2 separate regions of the Mus musculus genome follow, and region 1 is linked to region 2. The links are chromatin contacts, called in public promoter capture Hi-C maps. All regions are on one chromosome and are shown on one strand. Each heading gives the region's core, a stretch centred on a gene start, on an enhancer-like site or on the middle of the called end of the contact. The rest is flanking DNA. Distances are from core to core; before and after follow the strand shown. Region 1 holds the start of Olfml1 (olfactomedin-like 1). Region 2 holds the start of Nlrp14 (NLR family, pyrin domain containing 14).

Region 1 (2,700 bases), core at 199-2,698, 400 kb after region 2:
CCACTTGTAGCTTAGTTTGCTACAGTCATTGATTTCTTGGTAGTTTGCTCACTTGTGAGCTTCTGTGTTAACCACCATCTCTTGGGAGAGAGATTTCTCTGATACTAAGGACTGCACTAATATGTGGGAAGAAAGACACAGATGTCCGAGGCAGTTTGGTTTTGGTTTTGTTTTGTTTTTAAATAAGGATGTAAGAGAAGTTAGCTAAAGTTCAGGCAGTTTTGGAAGGAGTTCAAAGATGGTTCTCTGAAACAAGAGCAATTGTTCTTAACAATAAGGAGATGGTGCTTGGAACATTACCAAGGATATAGGGAAGAACCAGTTAGCGACCAAAATCATATCAAAGAAGAGGAGAGAGGAACATCTATTAAGAACTAGGATATTCAAGAGCTACCAATAAGAAATGTTCAGATTTTAGATTTCAGCTACTTGTGTATGGATCAAATGCAAACTCAGGTCTTCTACCTCCCGACCAGGGCTCTTTCCATATTCCATAAATGCTCCAATTTCCCCTATTTTAAAAAGTGATTCATTAACAATGCAAAATAAAACAGAACAGAAGATGGAGGTGGGGTCCTGGGCCTGCCTATGGAAAAAGAGGTAAAGGTGGGGAGGCACTAGCACAGGAAACATAAACATGGAAGGTTTTATGGCTTTGCTCCAGCAACGGGATTTCTCTTTAGCTGGCCTGAGGGTCTGGTTTCCAGGCTGCTGCTAATGGGAATTCTGACACTGATGATGGGAAACTCGAGGACTTTCTCACAGTGGGATTACATTTCCTGATGACTCAGTGTCCCAAAAACCACTGTGTCAATCATTCATTCTCATCCTAAAAATTTTCTTCTGGGCCAGGAGAGATGGCTCAGTGGTTAGAAGCACCTGCTGCTCTTGCAGAGGACTGGAGTTCAGTTCCCAGGAATCATATCAGAGAGATTGTAACTCTGGACCCAGGAATCTCTGAGGCCACGTTCTGGCCACTGTGGGCCCCATATTTTCATGCATACATGTGTACATGAATTAAAAAATAAATCTAAAGAAAAAGGAAAAAAATTTTTTTCTTCTAAGTTCAATCCTGACAATTCTCAGCTGTTGGTCTGGGTAGCCAGGCCTGTGCCCACTGTACCCCTCTGCCCACAGAGCAATGCTGCCCTGTACACTTTTCTGAGATGGCATAGATCAGCATTCACATTTCCTTGCTATGCCTTTAAGAGCTACGAGAATGCAAGAAACAGAGGTGGGGTCTCCTAACAGAACTTCTTGGAAAAAGATCCTAGGAATTTCTGCCAGAAACTGAACTGAAATTCCAACACTGAGACCTTGGGGGGTGGCCTGTGTTGAGCTAGGCCTGCGATTGGACTGCACAGTCTATTAAGGAGGAGGGAACCAAAAGTAAAAGAGTTGGGGGAGGGGAGAGGAGAAAAGACCTCCCCTCCCCTTCCCCAACCCGTACACTCTGAACCTGGAAGCTGTAAGTAGCCATTAGCCTGGAGAGGGTCTGTGCATGGCCAAGCTGAGGGCAGCAGACACTGGACCCCCGGAGCTCTCTGCAACCAAGTGAACACGTAAGGCCTGCAGAGACTGGCTTGCCAACAGCTGGACTTGATCACCAGCTTGAAACTGAGATCATGCACCGGGTAGAATAACAAGCGGACTTTGTTCTCTCTGGCTATGCAAAGCGTTGTTTTCCAAGGAATTGCCACAGCAGCAGACAGAAAACCAGAGATCACCACCCGGACCCCTGAGTCGTTTTAGAGAACCAGAGTTCCTGGGAAGTGTGCAGGATGGTGGTGGCCCTTCAAGAAGCTTCTGCTTCCCTGGTTCTCTTCCTTGCAGCATTTCTGCCCCCACCACAACATGCCCAGGACCCAGCCATGGTACACTACATCTACCAGCGCTTCCAAGTCCTCGAGGTAGGTGACCTGTCTTCCCTTCACAGGGAGTATGCCTCTTGGAAGTCACTCTGCTGTGCCCCCACTTTGCTGTCAACTAGGGTGCATGTCTTCCTGATACAGAATGAATCACTGCTAAGATGACATTTACAGATGTGCATAGCCTAGCAGCTCAGATGCCACCTCCATTGCAGGCCGCTTGTACTTTCCCCTGGCAGTTTTTCTAACCTATAAAATGGACATAGTGATAGAATTTAGGTTCAAATGATACTCTGCAGATTTAATAAAGAGATTTCAAATTAGGGATGTTTTATTTGGGTCATTAATCCATACTCAGAACATAGCCTAACTCACTGAGTAAATTCTCAGGTTGTTGAACATTCAAAACCAAATAGTTCAGTCTTCAATGTATGAATTAGAACTCTAGTCATGTTTTCTTCATCTTTTACTATATAGGGATGCTAAGTGATTCCAGCTTTTCTCTTTTCCTTTTTATGATAAACTGTTAAGTGAATATAAGACAATGTGGTGTTACATATGGAGGCTCACCATAGATTTTTGCTTTTTATTCCTAACTGGACTTGGGTTTGGAAATGAGATTTCCCAGCAATGTTAAACAGAGTGAGAGCATTTGAGGTAGAACTTTGTTAGAACAGTCAAAAACCCAGGGTCGGGAACATGACTCAATTGGTAAGAACTAGCCTAGCGTGCAGGAGCCTGGGGTTCAAGGCTCATCACTGCAGAAACCAGGTATGTTTTATGATATCAGCTGTAACAGCAGTACTCAGGGAGTGGAGGCAGGAGGATCAGG
Region 2 (2,700 bases), core at 200-2,699:
CCCAGTGTCCATATAGTAGACGTGACAACCAACTCTCCCCTGATCTCCACATGTGCACTGTGGCACAAACACTTACATAATAAGTAAATGAAAAGTAAAGTTTAAATCACATTTCAAAGCATAGAAAGAGGAAAGATGAGAGTGGAAGAAAAAGAGAGAGAGAAAGAAATTGCTAGAAGAATGGGTCTCAGAGGTCTTCTAAGGAGCAGCAGAAATTCCAATTCCACAGGAGAAAAGTGGGCTGATAGGGGGTATGAAAGAAACACAGAACTTTCTCTTGCTTGTATTTTTTTTAAATTTAAATGTAAAATTTCCAAAGATCTAAGGAACTAACTGGATTATTGTACAGATGAATGAGTAAAGGCACACCTGATATATCAGTTGTAATTTCTACATTCTAAGGGTAAAGGGAAAATAAGCTCTCAGTCAAAAAAAAGTAAGTTAGATAAAGAAGAGAGGGAAAGACATTTGTTTTCCTGTTTGCAATTGAAAAAGCTAAAACTCTGATCAACATAAAAGAATATCAAGATAAACCTGTTGCTGTCCATCAGCCAAATGTAAGCACCTGTCATGGGGATGGAACAATTTGAAAACCTGTAGGAAATCAATCCACATAAATCAGGTCTTATAACTGTGGAGAACAAGAAAGGACTGTACTCAATCAACAAACCCAAAACACACACTCCACCCCCAAAAACAGAAAGCCACAAGGTAAAATAAAAACCCTAATGTATATCAAGAATATAACAAACTTTGTAACTATGAAATTATAGGGTTTTCCTATATAAGGACAGGAACAGAGTGGGTGAGGCAGGAGATTCCATCTTTTTGCTTATAAGAAACAATTGTGTGGGAGAGCACCCTCTCAGAAGCGAAGGGGAGGGGTGATGGGGTAGAGAACTCTGGGAGGGGATCGGGAGGAGGGGCAACATCTCAGGTGTAATTAAATAAAAATTACTTTTTAAAAAAGAATAATAAACACTTGTGAAGTTGCTTTAACAAAGCAATCATAGGCAAACATATCAGAAATTGCAGCTGATAAGAGCTGCAGAAAGTTATGGATCTTATGAACTGAGGAGAGACACACAGTGCCAAATTGGAAAGGCAGGAAGAGAACAGCTACAGTTGAAAAGGAAAATTGTTTATTCGGTGACAAAGCAAAAACGAAAAATATTTCATAGTAATATCATTCAAACTTTGTAGTCCAGTAAATGCTTGTGGCCCTACACTTGTGCTGAGCACAGGTATTATTACTTCCTGGGTAGGAACTGCATCTAACAAGAATTGCTCCCAGAGAGAGCTTACCCAGACAGCCAATCGGAAGAGAGACTTGCTGGACCAGTTGCGGCCCAACTGAACCAGCCCACCAATCCCTGCTGGAAAGCCTGCTCCGCCCAAAGGCGGTAACAGCAGAGAGGTCTTAAAAGCTAAAGAGTGAGCCCCTTTCTCAGCGAACCCGTGGAGGCTTCTCGGGCAGGTGTTTGACTTGTTTCTCAGCGCAAGGACTTAACTTTCATCACTAACATCGACCCAGACTAGAGGTATGGAAGGAGCTTCTTGGACATGTATTTTGCCTGCTCTTAGACTAGTAAGGGTTCAGTGGGAATCCTTTTGATGTTCACATGTGCATGCAAACTAGGAAAGGGACGTGGCCTGCACCTGAGGATGGAGAAAAGCCCAACACCTACAACTTTAGTAGGATCCTGCGGGAATATGAAACTGTTGTGTGAGGGTCTGCAGGCAGTTGGGGTCAAGGTGGGATGGGTACCTCAATCTGGGGTTTGCTCCTATTTAGTGGTCTTTGCATTGAGGTAATAGCAACTCAATAGTAGCTCCTAGTCTGAGGCCCTGAATTAAAATGGTATATATTCCTTCTCCGCAGTCCTGGGGGACCCACACCACCCCTCCTCTGTTCATGGACCAAGTGCAGGTATGGTCCTTTAGTCTGGTGCCTCCCGATTTTTCTTACTGTTAGCAAAATAAGCCTCCTCAGAAGTTGGCGGTCCTGGTCCTACACGCTGTCAGGATGCCTCTTTATCAAAATTATGGAAAGCCATGATTCATGGCTTTGGCACTCACACCAATACCAACAGTGACCAGAATTGCTCTGGTTTCAGGGGTTACCAATGGTTATGCTCCTCACAGGTTTATTATGGCACACATTCATTATCTCTTTGGGATCAACAGGCATTGCCCCCTTTACCATACTGCTGCTTGGTTATGCCGTTATAATGAGTTAAAAAAAAAATCAAGAATAGCCGAGCGGTGGTGGCACAAGCCAACACTCGGAAAACAGAAGTATGTGGATTAAGGCCATTAACCAGGTCAACAGAGCTATTTCCAGGACAACCATGGCAACATAAACCCTGTCCCAAATTACAAACAAACAACCAAAACCAAAAGTCAAGTAAGCCCATATGCATTTAATGCATTTATTTAAAAAAAAAACTTTCTATATGTAGAGTTCATTGCATTGAATAAATTTCTAAGAAAGATCTTGATTGAAAAGTCACATTTTTAAAGTTGTCAGTAGTTTGGAGCATTCGTGTTTCTAAAACTATGGCAATTAACATTTATGCTAGATTATCTGCTTCATTTCTTATCACATGTTATTGTTTTTAGGGATTTTTTTAAAACCATTTTGATAGTTGAGAATTGGTACCTACTGGTTTACATTGGTTTTTGGCATCTTCTGGGATT

The links. Promoter capture Hi-C pulls out the DNA fragments that hold promoters and counts their contacts.
Region 1: a promoter capture Hi-C map of stem cell-derived epiblast-like cells shows a contact between it and region 2, with 3 times the contacts expected there. The contact joins the promoter of Olfml1 here to the promoter of Nlrp14 in region 2. A contact is called at or near these places in 4 of 39 promoter capture datasets (cranial neural crest, embryonic stem cells and stem cell-derived epiblast-like cells) and 1 of 9 other capture datasets (embryonic stem cells).

What each region holds. Positions count from the first base shown.
Region 1 is chr7:107,565,985-107,568,684 of GRCm38.p6, forward strand. It overlaps Olfml1 (olfactomedin-like 1), which reads left to right and starts at 1,449. Exons shown (of 3, transcript NM_172907.3): 1 at 1,449-1,910. The coding sequence starts at 1,782.
Region 2 is chr7:107,165,541-107,168,240 of GRCm38.p6, forward strand. Nlrp14 (NLR family, pyrin domain containing 14) reads left to right here and starts at 1,450. Exons shown (of 11, transcript NM_001002894.2): 1 at 1,450-1,541.